Regions from separate parts of the Capsicum annuum genome. Here region 1 is linked to region 2. The links are chromatin contacts, called in public Hi-C maps. All regions are on one chromosome and are shown on one strand. Each heading gives the region's core, a stretch centred on a gene start, on an enhancer-like site or on the middle of the called end of the contact. The rest is flanking DNA. Distances are from core to core; before and after follow the strand shown. Region 1 has its middle 12 kb from the start of LOC107848103. Region 2 has its middle 16 kb from the start of LOC124888797.

Region 1 (6,256 bases), core at 1,909-4,408, 34 kb after region 2:
AAAGCAGAGAAGTGAATCACCACAAACCTCAACATAAATTAACAATGTTGTATATCAAACCAAAGAAAGCACAACTTTTTTATTTCTTTTTTTTAATATCATCTGCAACACATCGCCTTCTTCTTGTTAAACAAAATGCCCTTTGACTCCTTCAAGAGTAAAATCCCGCAGAAAAGATCTTTCCATTGTGCAACTTTTTAAAAAAATTAATCGTAATATCTCCAACTATTCTTCTAAACATCTTTCTGCATAGACCACACACTACACTAACCAGTAGACGAAATTCTCCAAATTTTAGTATCTCTTGGCAACAACACATCTCCACATGGCCACCATAATAGGATGACATAAAGATATAGTTTGGACACCTTTCAGCCACTATGTAAAATTGCTAAAGACAACACCAAATTTAGCCGGGTACAGGTCTGAAATCAATTTTCTCTTTTATCAGACCAGTTAGTCTATCGAAGCCTTTTCTACATTGCAGAAATTCAATTTTCTTCATATATAGTAAGTATCTTTTTAGAATGTTGGAAAATATGTTTCATGAACACATATAAAAATATACGAAAAAGTAATCAGAAAAACAAACACAAAATCAAAGGCTTGAAACATTCGCAAAACGTTTTCCTAAAAACGATATTGGCTCCCTCTCATCTGCGAGATTTCTATGGGATTTAACGCAAATAGTTTTAGTGGGTATGACAAGCCTATTGAATTCTGAACTAAGAAAATAGTGAGGAAATTCTTCTGAAAAGCAAGAAGTCAAGACTCAATCCTTTGAGGAAGAAGAAAACCTTTGGAAAAAGCTTTGAAAAAGTATGTTGTAAAAATTATGATAGAAATCTATAGAGTTGGATTTAAATAACATTGTTGGTGCCCAAAGGATGAAAGGACACAACCTTTCACTAAAAACACTTTTTCATAAAAGTCACAACTTTTTATCTAAGAGACACCTCTTCATATAAAAGATACCTCTTCACTAAAAAGGCATCTCTTTATTAAAATACTTATACTTATTAATTTAATTTAAATAAAATATCCAACATATATACACCAATTTCTTATTTTTATTTGAAAATGACATTCAAAACACATCTAAAGTATTTAAATTTCTTGAGTTTCGTATTGCAATATCTGTGAATGTTCAGGTAGGAAAAGTAAGCAATTGATAATTGAGAAAGTTTTTTGATAAATAATTGGTGATAGTTTAGTTGAGAAAATCACACTTGATAACTGATGCATGAAACTCAAAATATCGGAATAATGCAAGTGTTTTTACCCTTCGCTTTTTCTCTTTTTCAAACATTCTCAAAAAATAAAAAACTAAAAGCAATTGAAATAAGTCAATTCAAACACTCTCTCTTAGTTTGAAATATTAGTTACACGTATTGGTTTTACAAAGTATATATAACTTACTTTTCATCATTATTGGTGGAATGATGTTTGGTTAGAAACAAGTAATCCCTTATATAAATAATAGAATAAATAATCTCAAAGTTGACTAATATCTTCAATCAAATACAAGATAAAATAATCGTATATCATTTCGAAACTACTATACCTTCATACTTTACGCCAAACAAAAGCGATTAAACGTTAAAAACTGTTTAGAGTCAGTTTGTAAAGTTGGATATTTTTTGAATAGGAGTTCTAACCTTGTTCGAACAGCTATTTGTGTAGGCCCAAACTATAAGCAGTTACATGGACCCAACAAATTCAAGGCTCCATGTTGGACCAACACACTTGTAGAGAGTTATTTCCTCCAATTTGTATCCTATAATCTGTGCTATTGGTCCGTGCTAAGCTCGAGTCCATTTGTAATTTTTTTTGTTACTCTAAATTTTTGTTTGATTTGTTATATTATATTAGTTAAAGGTAGTTTAATAATTTTGAAATATTTTTAAACATTTTAACTATGGATCAATTTCAAATCTTTTTTTTTCTGTTCGTTCGTTGTAGAGAATGTCTCCTTCCTTTCTTGGGAACTCCTTAATTTTGATTTTTTACATGACATTTTTAAGATCACAAGATTAAAAGATTTTGGTTAGATTGCTTATCGATGGATTGGGCAGATAATTATGCTTATCGGTTTGGCTTGTTGGTTATTGATTTTTAAATGTACTAATCTGATAGCCAACTGATAAGATAATGGTTGATTCGATATCCTATTTTACTCTTAGCATTAATTAATTTTTCTTCAAATTAATTTCAAGACACAATGTAAATATAATTAAACAGAGGTACTATGGTAAAATAGTCATTTTATTAATGAGTGTGTCAAGTGAAAATATGACAAGTAAAAATGAACGGAGGAAGTAAATTCCGACAATTTGGAACTTAATTACAGAAAATCCTGATATTTTACACAATTAATGTAAATTTCAATTTTGAATGTGTCGATATACATAATTAGCTCCTGATATATCCAACGAAGATACATTTTTTCCTTTGTAAAGATACATAATTAACTTTTGATACATTTTTTTCGATCCTGGATCTGTTGAGATACATAATACATACAATAAAGATCCAATTTTTCCGGTGCAAAGATACATAATCAGCTTCCGATACATTTTTTTGGTTTTGGGTTTGTCGAGATACATAATTAGCTCCCGATACATCCAATGAAGGTACATAATTAGTTGAATTTTTATAATTACTTTGTAATGGTAGGGGTTTGTATAAATATAAGTTAGGGCGTATGTTTATGTTATTTTCTTAATGTTGTTTAAGTAATCTTGTTTAGATCTAGGTAGCGATAAAGAGAAATATGCATAAAACAAAATGTTTATCGAACGCTAGCTGATAGGTTTCAAATTTGCTATTCTCTACAATAAGATAAGTTATTACATTTTCAGAAATGCAAATTGGAATATCTTGGATCATTAGCACAAAACTAAACAATTGAAAAGGATGTGTTATGTGCTTTCAAAAATACAATTCTAGTTTTCGATAACACCATAAATCTTAAGTATTTTTGCTATGGGAAGTTATTTATTTCGTGAATCAAAAGTTAAAGATAATTTTGATGCAAACTGTCTTCCTTCATAAAATAAATTTCATCAAACTTAATAAAGCATGGCGAAATGATCCCTCAATACAGCTTAGCTGTATAAAGTTTGTACAAGTAGTGAAGAAGCATACACTAAAAATAAATGTTCATATTGCATTAGCCCAGTGAAATTCTCTTATGGGCTCTGATAGTCCTGAAGGCTTAGTCCTTATATAGCATGAAAAGCAAAACTTTTCATCAATTATCCCTTTTTCGAACAGTTGTTTGGTAAACGATCCTTTATTTATTTATTTATTTTGTTTAACTTATATAGACCTATCATATGAGATCATAGTCTAAAGATCTTGTTTGAACTAATTGAAAATCTTATTAGAGAACGTTAAATAATTACTTTAGATTTTATAAGTTATTCAGACGTCGTCAGACAATGATCTACTATTTTATATTCAGACGTCGTCAGACAATGATCTACTATTTTATCTATATGATTGAAAATTGTATGAGAAAACATTAGAAGCAAGTGTAATCTTATCAAGAAGGGTAAATTTTGAAGAAGTATACTTACCCAACTTTTAAAATCAGGGACAAAATCTGTATAATTATGTAAAAAGGGGATATTTTGAGTAAATCAATCCAGGAACGAAGATATAGGGCCTCTATTATGGGCTTGTGACTTGCCAAATTCCTATCTGTTGCCAATGATAGTATTACAATCCTTTAATTTAAAAAAAAATATCAAACTTTATGAGTTCGAGTTTGAGATTTCAATGCAACTTATGTTGACTAAGTTAAAAGGGCAATTCGAGCTCTAAAACTTTTGTTATGTGTAGAGTCGGGTAGAGTGTCGAATTATAAGGATCTATTTAGATTATATTACATAGTTAATTATTTATTTATTTATACATTGAACCAAAATTACTGTCTTAATACAAACCAGAACTTGTACGCTACATCTGCTGAACATGTTATTATTTTGAGTTAGTGATCAAATCACGCCTAAACTATCACTTTTCAAACCATAACTTAATTACACTCGACATTCGCCATATCATATTACCTATATTATTTTCTTATAAGATAGCTAGACGATAAATTATTTAAACTTTACTTATAGTATTGAAGGTAAAAATATAATAATAATAATAACAATAATAACAACATTTCCACTATAATTTTATATGTGGAGCGAATCAAAGATAAGATTCATTAATTTTTTGGTTTTAACTTTTTATTTCTTACAAAATTATTCCTTCTGATCTTTCACATCACATAATTTATATTTTTAGTAAAGTAAATATAAAATAGAATAAGAAGAGAAGTAGGACAAGTAAGACGAACGACAAATGCGGCGAAAAAAATAATCACATGTGAAGATGTCCGAAGAATATGACATCCCTAAAAAATTTCCATATCTCTGTTCTTTTGGCTCCATTAATTCGCTCCCACAAAAATTGCAACAAATCAAAATTCGAGTTGAAAATAAAATTATGTTTAATTATATTTTTTTAAAAAAATTATTTTAATTGATGTTTATGTTTCAATATAGTTTTAAAAATGATAAGTGAAATAGAGACAGGTTATAAGCTACATTTTAAATTTGAAATGCAGCTTCAAATTTAATTTGAGATTTTTATGATCAAATACTGAATAAAAGTTACTTTAAAAATAAATAAATAAATAATTTCTATAGTCAAACTCTAGTCAAGCGTTGTGTTTGAAAATATTTTGGATCTTACACTAATCACATGTTTTCATATATGCTCATTATTAGCATCCTAAATCACTTTATTCTCTCACCGTTAGTACAATCTTTGGACTTTGGGGGAGCACTGTGTTTGAAGATATTTTGGACCATACACTAATCACGTGTTTTCATATATTTACATTATATAATAGCCTAAATCACGTAGTTCTTAGGTAAAATTATACCATATTATTGTAAAATCCCACTAATTTTAGTGCCAATCGGAATTAAATTGATGGTTAATAGGACATCGAGGGGGCATACTAACTCAGATTGGGGTGGAGGGGTAAATTATACAAATTGAAAGAGTTGGGATAATATGAGTCAACCTAAGGACAAATTCAACAAGAACAAAAAAATATAGGGATTGACGTCAGGAGTTAGCTAATAGTGAGGGGTTCGAATCGTCGAAAAATTATACTATTTTGTACAAATTTAAAATTATTTTTCATGTACACATAACAGACGTTGAATCTTCTTTAACTAGTTCTTTTGTTCATATTTTTTTATTTTGAACCCCTTAATTAAAATGTTGGTTCCATCACTAGTTGACGCTTCGCATCCTCCATGACATTCAAGATTTCTAAAATTTTATTTCGCCAAAATGGTCAAGTAGTGAAATGGCTTCGAAAAGCACGGTTAGGAGTAAGATTCTTTGGCCCTTTTTTTTAATTCTCTACAGAGGTATCAAACCTTTTCCCAACATAGGTGACAACGAATTAGGCAACGATAGAAGAGATCAAACACGAATTATAAAATACTAGCTCGCCTACTTTTTTGATATTTTAATAGAGGGGAGTTAAAAAAGTGGACAAGATTGAAGAAACAGTGCATGTGTCGGGCCTAGTAGAACCACAAAAATGATATATGCAGTATAATTCTACAAATAAAGTCCGCTCGTATCAGCTACGTCCTCTAAGGATTTTTATCTACACCTTTTGTAAGCAACCATCAAGGTGAACTCCTTGATTAGATTAGAGCTAAATTCCTGTCACTAGGGATTGAGATGGATCAAACATAAGGAATCCATCCAAGAAGTTTAAAAGCAATCAGGTTCGGCTCAATGATAAAGTCATTGAAACTACTGCTTCAAGCCCCAACATACTAAAGGCCCCATAATAACTATTCCTATGTATTACCAAGGGCGGAGCCCGCGCGTAAAATTTTGGTTCCGCCTCTGTGTATTACTACTCTATTTTATACGATACTCTCTCCATCTTCAATTATTTAGTATGTTTTTTTTACACGCTTCTTAAGAAATGATTGATCAAAAATGCTTGATTATTTTATTGTTATTTATATCTTAAGATATAATTTCGATTCATTGAATATTTATACTATTATTTATTTATCATTTTGAGGTGCTTGTTAATCTTTAAGAACAATTACTATTAAAGATAAAATTAGAAAAATAATTAATTTTATATTGAATTTCTAAAGTGACAAATAGTTTGAGATAACTAATTTTAGAATTCTCGATATACAATTTGAGACAA
Region 2 (6,542 bases), core at 1,979-4,478:
TAACAAATGCAATCTTTGAGAAGCAGGTACTAGATGGACACGAATGTCAAATCATCAATAGATGAAAGATATTCTTTATAAAAAATAAGAACATAGCTAACTTCAAATAACATTCCACATGAAACAATAAAAATCATGAACATACAACACCACATCAAAGATAAAAATCATAACTTTATCGCAAAAATGTATATCTGACCATAATTATATATGTGAAACATTTAGTATTGACTCTCTAATGACTCTCCAACATATACAGATCGACTCTATCTATAGAAAGAGTTACTTGGATGATATCCCTTTAACGAGAACGTAAGTAGCACATTTTGAACCATATGAAACAATAAGAATTATGAACAGAAAGCACCACGTCAAGGATAAAAATCATTACTTTATAGCAAAAATTGTACATCTAACAACAATTAATACATGTGAAACATTTAGTATTTACTCTAATGATTCTCCAGCATATACAAAAATCGACTCTATCCAAAGAAAAGAATCACTTGCTACAATAATTGCTTGTTCTCCACTAACCACAATCTCATTTTAATCAATCTGGCATAGAATTCCCCTTCACTAACCTTCAACATCTCCGATAAAGACATCGTAAATCCATGCTCCACCAAAAACCTATTCCTAGGCTTAATCTTTCCTTCCAAACTAAACAAAAAATACTTTGAAAACTTCTTCAACTCTCCTATATTCCTATCCATTTCCTTAAACAAATACTCAACTTTCGGCTTAAAATTCTTCTCAATACTAAATGTCAACAATCCAGGTGATCTCAGTATCATACTAACCACATTATTACGTGCAATTCCTAAACTAACCAAGTAATCAATTTTCGGGGTCAACGTATGCTCAACACTATATACAAGTAGTACATCAGTTTGACAAGTAATCCTATTCAAACCCAAAAATCCAAATACTTTCAAGAGCTGAAATATGGGGTTCAGTTGTTTTTCAACACTAGACACCAAAATTCTTGGACAACGGATAATACATCTACGAATGTCGTTTAAAGGTATTGCAACTTCGTTTACAGAGAATTCAAATATGGGTAAAAATCAGTATAAGGATCGGAATTTAAGAGTTTGGGATGCATATCAAGTATTCGACTAATTGTCGAACGTTCAATTCCCATTGAATTGAGGCAAATTTCAACGGATTTGATTGGTTCAAGATTTGCTGAACGGAGATTTGGGTTTTGTTGAAGGGCTTTTGTGGGGTTAATTTTAATTTGTTCAAGGTAGAGGAGTTTTTCTCTGAATTTGAGTCCATAGTCAGTTTTGGAATGGTGGTTTTTATAAATTTCGGAGAAATTGAGGATGCAATTGGTAAGGTCTGCGTGTACTTTATTCTCGTCAGACAACACAAGTGAAAAATTGAGGATGTAGTGTCTCTTTTATGTGTACAAGGTAGTGACAAAGTGTGTATACATTCTACTCTAGTCAGACTCGATGAGTGGAATTTCATGGATTGTGAACGGTTTGGAGTGATGGAAGGAAAAGGGGGTTGGTTTAGCATATTTGGTGAAAGAAGTGTATTGACATTCTTTGATTTTGTTGAAGCTCTATCTACAAAGATGATAATTCATACTAAGTTTTTTGTGCTTGTGTTTTGTAGGCAAGTTTTACAACCATCGCCTTATCACATTAATAAATTTTAAGTTAGGCATATATTATTATATTGAGAGTAATGAAATTTATAATAATATTTTAAGTTGTTCAAACTTTTATGGCATTAATAATCAATTATATTTTTAAAATTATTTAAGTTTTTAATTATTGTGATTTATAATATTTTTTCTTCTATTCTACTAATTAGAAGTGACATAGTAAAATTATTATAACAAATACTTGTGAATTTTTTTTAAGTGGTCTCATATAGGACGTCAAGTTAATTTAAACCATCAAAAAATAATTTATCATTATATGTCTATTTTATCCTTTTTATTAAATATTATTAATTTTTAATACTTAAATGACTTTTAATAATTAATTATGAGTGATATAGTAAAATTACGGCTGAAGCAGTCATGTCATAATTAATGTTTATTTTAATTTTTTATTAATTATTATTAATTTTTTTAATACGTCAATGACTTTATAATAATTATTTAGAGATAATATAGTAAAATCACGATTGAAGCAGACATGTCGACCATGAGCAGACTGCTTCAGCTGCTTATTGTGACTTATTATATAGTAGAGTGTATACCGATTTCCCATTTTTTGAGTTTCGTATTGAAGTATCGGGTGTGTGAATTTTTTATTTGAATTGTCACCAATTATTAATTTATTTTTTAAAAAAATTGAATACATTATTTAGATAGAAAAATTGAGCAATTGATAATTGAGGATGAGTGTTTTGATAAATAATTTATGATATTTGAGTTGAGAAGCGCACACACCTAATAATTGATGTTACTAAAAAAAGCGGGATGGTGTAAGGGTTTTAACCCTTCACTTTTTCTCATTTTAAAACATTTTCAAAATTAAAGATGAACTAAAAGCACTTGAAATAATTTAATTCAAACACCCTCTTAGTTTGAAATATCACTTACATATATTGACTGAAGTATATCTTACTTTTCATTATTATTTAGAGAAAAACTAAGTCGTATGCTTGGAAATAAGTTATCCCTAATATAAATAATGAGATAAATATAAAATAATTCTACATTATTTCAAAATTATTATACATTTTACTTCACATCAAACGAAAGCGATTAAACGTTAAATTTTTTTGTAAAAGTTGGTTTGTAAAGTTGGATATTTTTCGAATAGGAATTTTGACCTTCTTTGAACAGCTACTTATTAGAAAAAATTACATATACTACAGCTTATCTTTATTAACTACATAAAATCTCTAATTTTTTTATTAATTACCCAAAATTTCTTTTTTTTTTTTTAAATAATTGGATACATCCACAAAATCATAAATTTTCGAATACATAATTTTAATTATATCTCTCTCTTTGATTTAGTTAATATATTATACAGAAATGAACGTATCTCATAAATTAAAATTATATATCTGATTACTGATTATCTATACGAGCAAAAATAAAGTAATTAATTATTACATTTTAAGTCCAAAATTAGAGAAAATCATAAAATCCTCCCTAAAGTCATTTCAAGTAAATTTAATATATCCCCTAATCAGGAGAATGTCATCACTCTCCAAACTCGCGTGAGAAGGGTAAAAAATATAAATAATTATCAGGTCACAATTTATTTATTTATTTATTTTTACTTTGTTTTTTGGTCTTGCTCCATTATTCTCCTCCTTTAATTTTACAACCACCATGCCACCCACCACATGTACAGCCACCAGCCACAACCACCTTATCCGTTTCTCTTCCTCCATCACTATCCCGACTTCCAACTCTTCCATTCCACCGGAATAAAGAATAGCAAAATACTATTTTTTTGGGCATAGGACGGAGAGCTTGCCGGAAGTGTCTATTATGGTTGTTAAAGAAAGCCTAATTGCTAAATCTTTACAGAGGTTGTTCAGTTTATGGAGAAATACAATTGTCATGCCACATGTGTTTGTTGTTAGTCTTATGGAGTCAGACGATGGGTATTGACGCTGGTGACATTAAAAGGTTTCGATGATGGGTGTTGTGGAATTGATGGAGGTGGAGATGAAAGTGCGAGTTTTTTAATTGCTTCAGCCATTTAAATTCCTTTTAACAGTTTCAATACGGCCACCGAAATTTCAAGATAAAACTTTGCAATTAATTTTTTGTTCATTTAATCATTATATTGTAAAAATGATTTAGGATGGAACATCTGTCGTTTTGATACCATTTTTGAAATTCCAAGATAAGTATCGTGGCTGAAGCAATGGTGGTGAAATTAATATTGGCGACGAGTAGAGTATTGTGGGATTGATGAAAGTGAAGGTGAAATTGCATTTGGTGATGGGTATTGTGAAGTTGAAGATTGCAACGATGGTGTTAGTGAGAGCTTGGATGGTGGCGAGGAGTAGTTGGTGGTGGATTTCGTAGTTTCGCAGGCGATATGGTGAAGCACCAAAGCGGGCGGATGAAAAAAAGAAAAAGAAAAAAAATTAAAATATATACAAGAATAAAAACTGACACGTGGAGGTGGTGTAGAGCACCTCCCACTGTAGGTGTGGTTCTTTATTTTTTTTTAAGGGTTATTAAATTCACTTTAAATAAGTTGTAGTATTACATTTTCAGAAATGCAAAATTGGAATATCTTGGATCATTAGCACAAAACTAAACAATTGAAAGGAATGTGTTATGTGCTTTCAAAAATATAATTCTTTTTCTCGATTACACCATAAATCTTAAAGTATTTCTGCTATCGGAAGTTATTGGGTGAAAATCATTTTCCTTTCTCAATTTTGTCTTAAAAAATAAAGTTTTCCTCAACTTTGAACAATAGTTATATTTCCTTTTTTTATCTTAATTGAATTTTTAAAATGATGAGGGAACCCACAATCACTACTTTTTGGGTGTGCACAAGGTAAACTCTACTCCTGTTTAACAGCTCACAAACTACATAGGAGAGATAAACAACACTCGAAAAGCCCCGTGCGACGATTTTGACTCAGAAGGCCAATCCTTTGTTGTCACATGGAATCCAGAACTAAATATGTCATCAAACTTAAAAAGTGACAGAAATATGTAATATTTTTAAATGATGACGTAAATAGGCATTGAGCACAAAAAAATGTGCGCTATATGTGAAAAAATTTAGCAGATCAAAGTTAACTTCGGTTAATTTTTTTAAAAAATGGATAACCACAAATTAAGTGTGCTATCCTTTAGTTGATACTCTAAGTTGCTCCATGAGATTAAAATCTACTTGGAAGTTTATTGTTGTTCATTGGACTAAGAGGCATAGTATCAGCATATTGTACTCTGAATCAAATACTTACTAATCATGATCCACATATTATTCAAACATTAAATTCAAGTAGATACTCTGTGATCGTATGCCAAACGATCCCTCAACAGTTTCACTGGTAAGCACCTACAATTAGAGTTCCATACAATGAACAACAATAAACTCCCAAGTAGACTTTAATTACATGGAAACTAGGTAGACACAATATCAACTAAAGGATAATGCATTTAACTTGTGTGACATCCATTTTTTAAAATACTAGTGTAACAGAACGTGCCTCACACGTGTAACTTTTGATTATTTAAAATTAAATAATTTTATTTACTGCGAAGATTTTTAATGAACTGTAAAAAAAATCAAATCACTTGTCAAAAATTCTTCACACTTTGATATAATAATGTAAACATAAATATATATTTTAGTGTAAGCATATATATATTTTGCCATCAGAAATTTCAAGTAGTTGATGGATCATCACTTTTGCGTTTGTCATGCAATACCTGTTTCCCTTACTGTCAGAGGCTAAGAGAGACGAATCAATTTGAACCATATTTGTGGTATGATTATTTTTTTTCTTCTATATTTTAAATCTCTCCTTACTCTTAAAGTCAAATCTTAACAAAATCATTGATTACATTCTTATTACATACTTAACACTTTTAAAATTTTTGATACATCTTAAATTTTTCTTATCTAATGTTTTTATATTTATTCATAGATTTTTTAAATTTTCTTAAAATCAAATTTAGCTGTTAGAATTCTTAAACTAATGAAAAATGTATAAGTTATCATTAATTCTGATGAATTCTAATAAGGAAAAGGTTTTACCATGAATATATTTAATTAATTTTCAACTCTTAAATATTAGAAAAAAGTAATGAAAAGATGATTTTGTCTGAAGCAAAGACTTTTAATGAAGGGCAAAAAATTCAAACAATATTTCTAAGACCGTTCACACTTTTAATTTATTATATAGAATTATAAATATAGATTATAGATAAAACACAAGTTAATTACGGGTGTGTTTGGTATGATGGAAAATATTTTCCATGAAAAATGTTTTTCTGAAAAAGTTTTACTTGAAAATAAGTTGATTTTCTATTTATTTTCTTATGTTTGGTTGGTGAGTGAAAAATATTTTTCGAAAAATATTTTATGATGTTTGATTAGTGAGTAGAAAATATTTTCTAATGTTCGGTTGGTGAGTGAAAAAATATTTTTAAAAAAATACTACTAATTGTTAGCTAGTATATCACTGCCTCTAGCAACTCAACAATTTGTAAGAACTAATTTAAGCATAGTAGATAATATCAATATCGAGTACTAAAATGTTAAAAGTCACTAATTTTTAAGCAAATTAGCAAGCATAGGAGAACTTTTCAGCATAGGAGAACTTTTCAACATTTTGTTGGGACAATCTCAAAATACTACAATCAATAAAAATACCATTGAACGACAAGCTTATTCAACCTTGTGAAACAAGCTACAACAACGTCAAAATGGAATATACAATTAGCAAAAGTAACATAGGTAAGGCTTCCTCTATGCACATGAAAATAATAGTACATTCAAAGAACATTGAAAATAGAAAAAAATTTGGGCTTCACTATTTTTTATTTCAAGCAGTGAAAAATTGGAGTAAAGCACAGTGAA

What was found. A called contact is a pair of places that touch in the nucleus more often than the background predicts.
Region 1: a contact with region 2 is called in a Hi-C map of pericarp, with 3 times the contacts expected there. The contact joins two enhancer-like sites. A contact is called at or near these places in 3 of 5 Hi-C or Micro-C datasets (leaf, pericarp and placenta).

The regions. Positions count from the first base shown.
Region 1 is chr11:19,659,738-19,665,993 of UCD10Xv1.1, forward strand. No RefSeq gene overlaps it. Among protein-coding and RNA genes, the nearest start is that of LOC107848103, 12 kb to the right of the region's middle. Within about 2 kb of position 3,159, at least 3 of the 5 cell types and tissues checked have an H3K27ac peak or open chromatin away from gene starts, as enhancers often do. A contact at or near this core is called in leaf and pericarp, where this site is marked.
Region 2 is chr11:19,625,368-19,631,909 of UCD10Xv1.1, forward strand. It overlaps the pseudogene LOC107846685. Among protein-coding and RNA genes, the nearest start is that of LOC124888797, 16 kb to the right of the region's middle. Within about 2 kb of position 3,229, at least 5 of the 5 cell types and tissues checked have an H3K27ac peak or open chromatin away from gene starts, as enhancers often do. A contact at or near this core is called in leaf and pericarp, where this site is marked.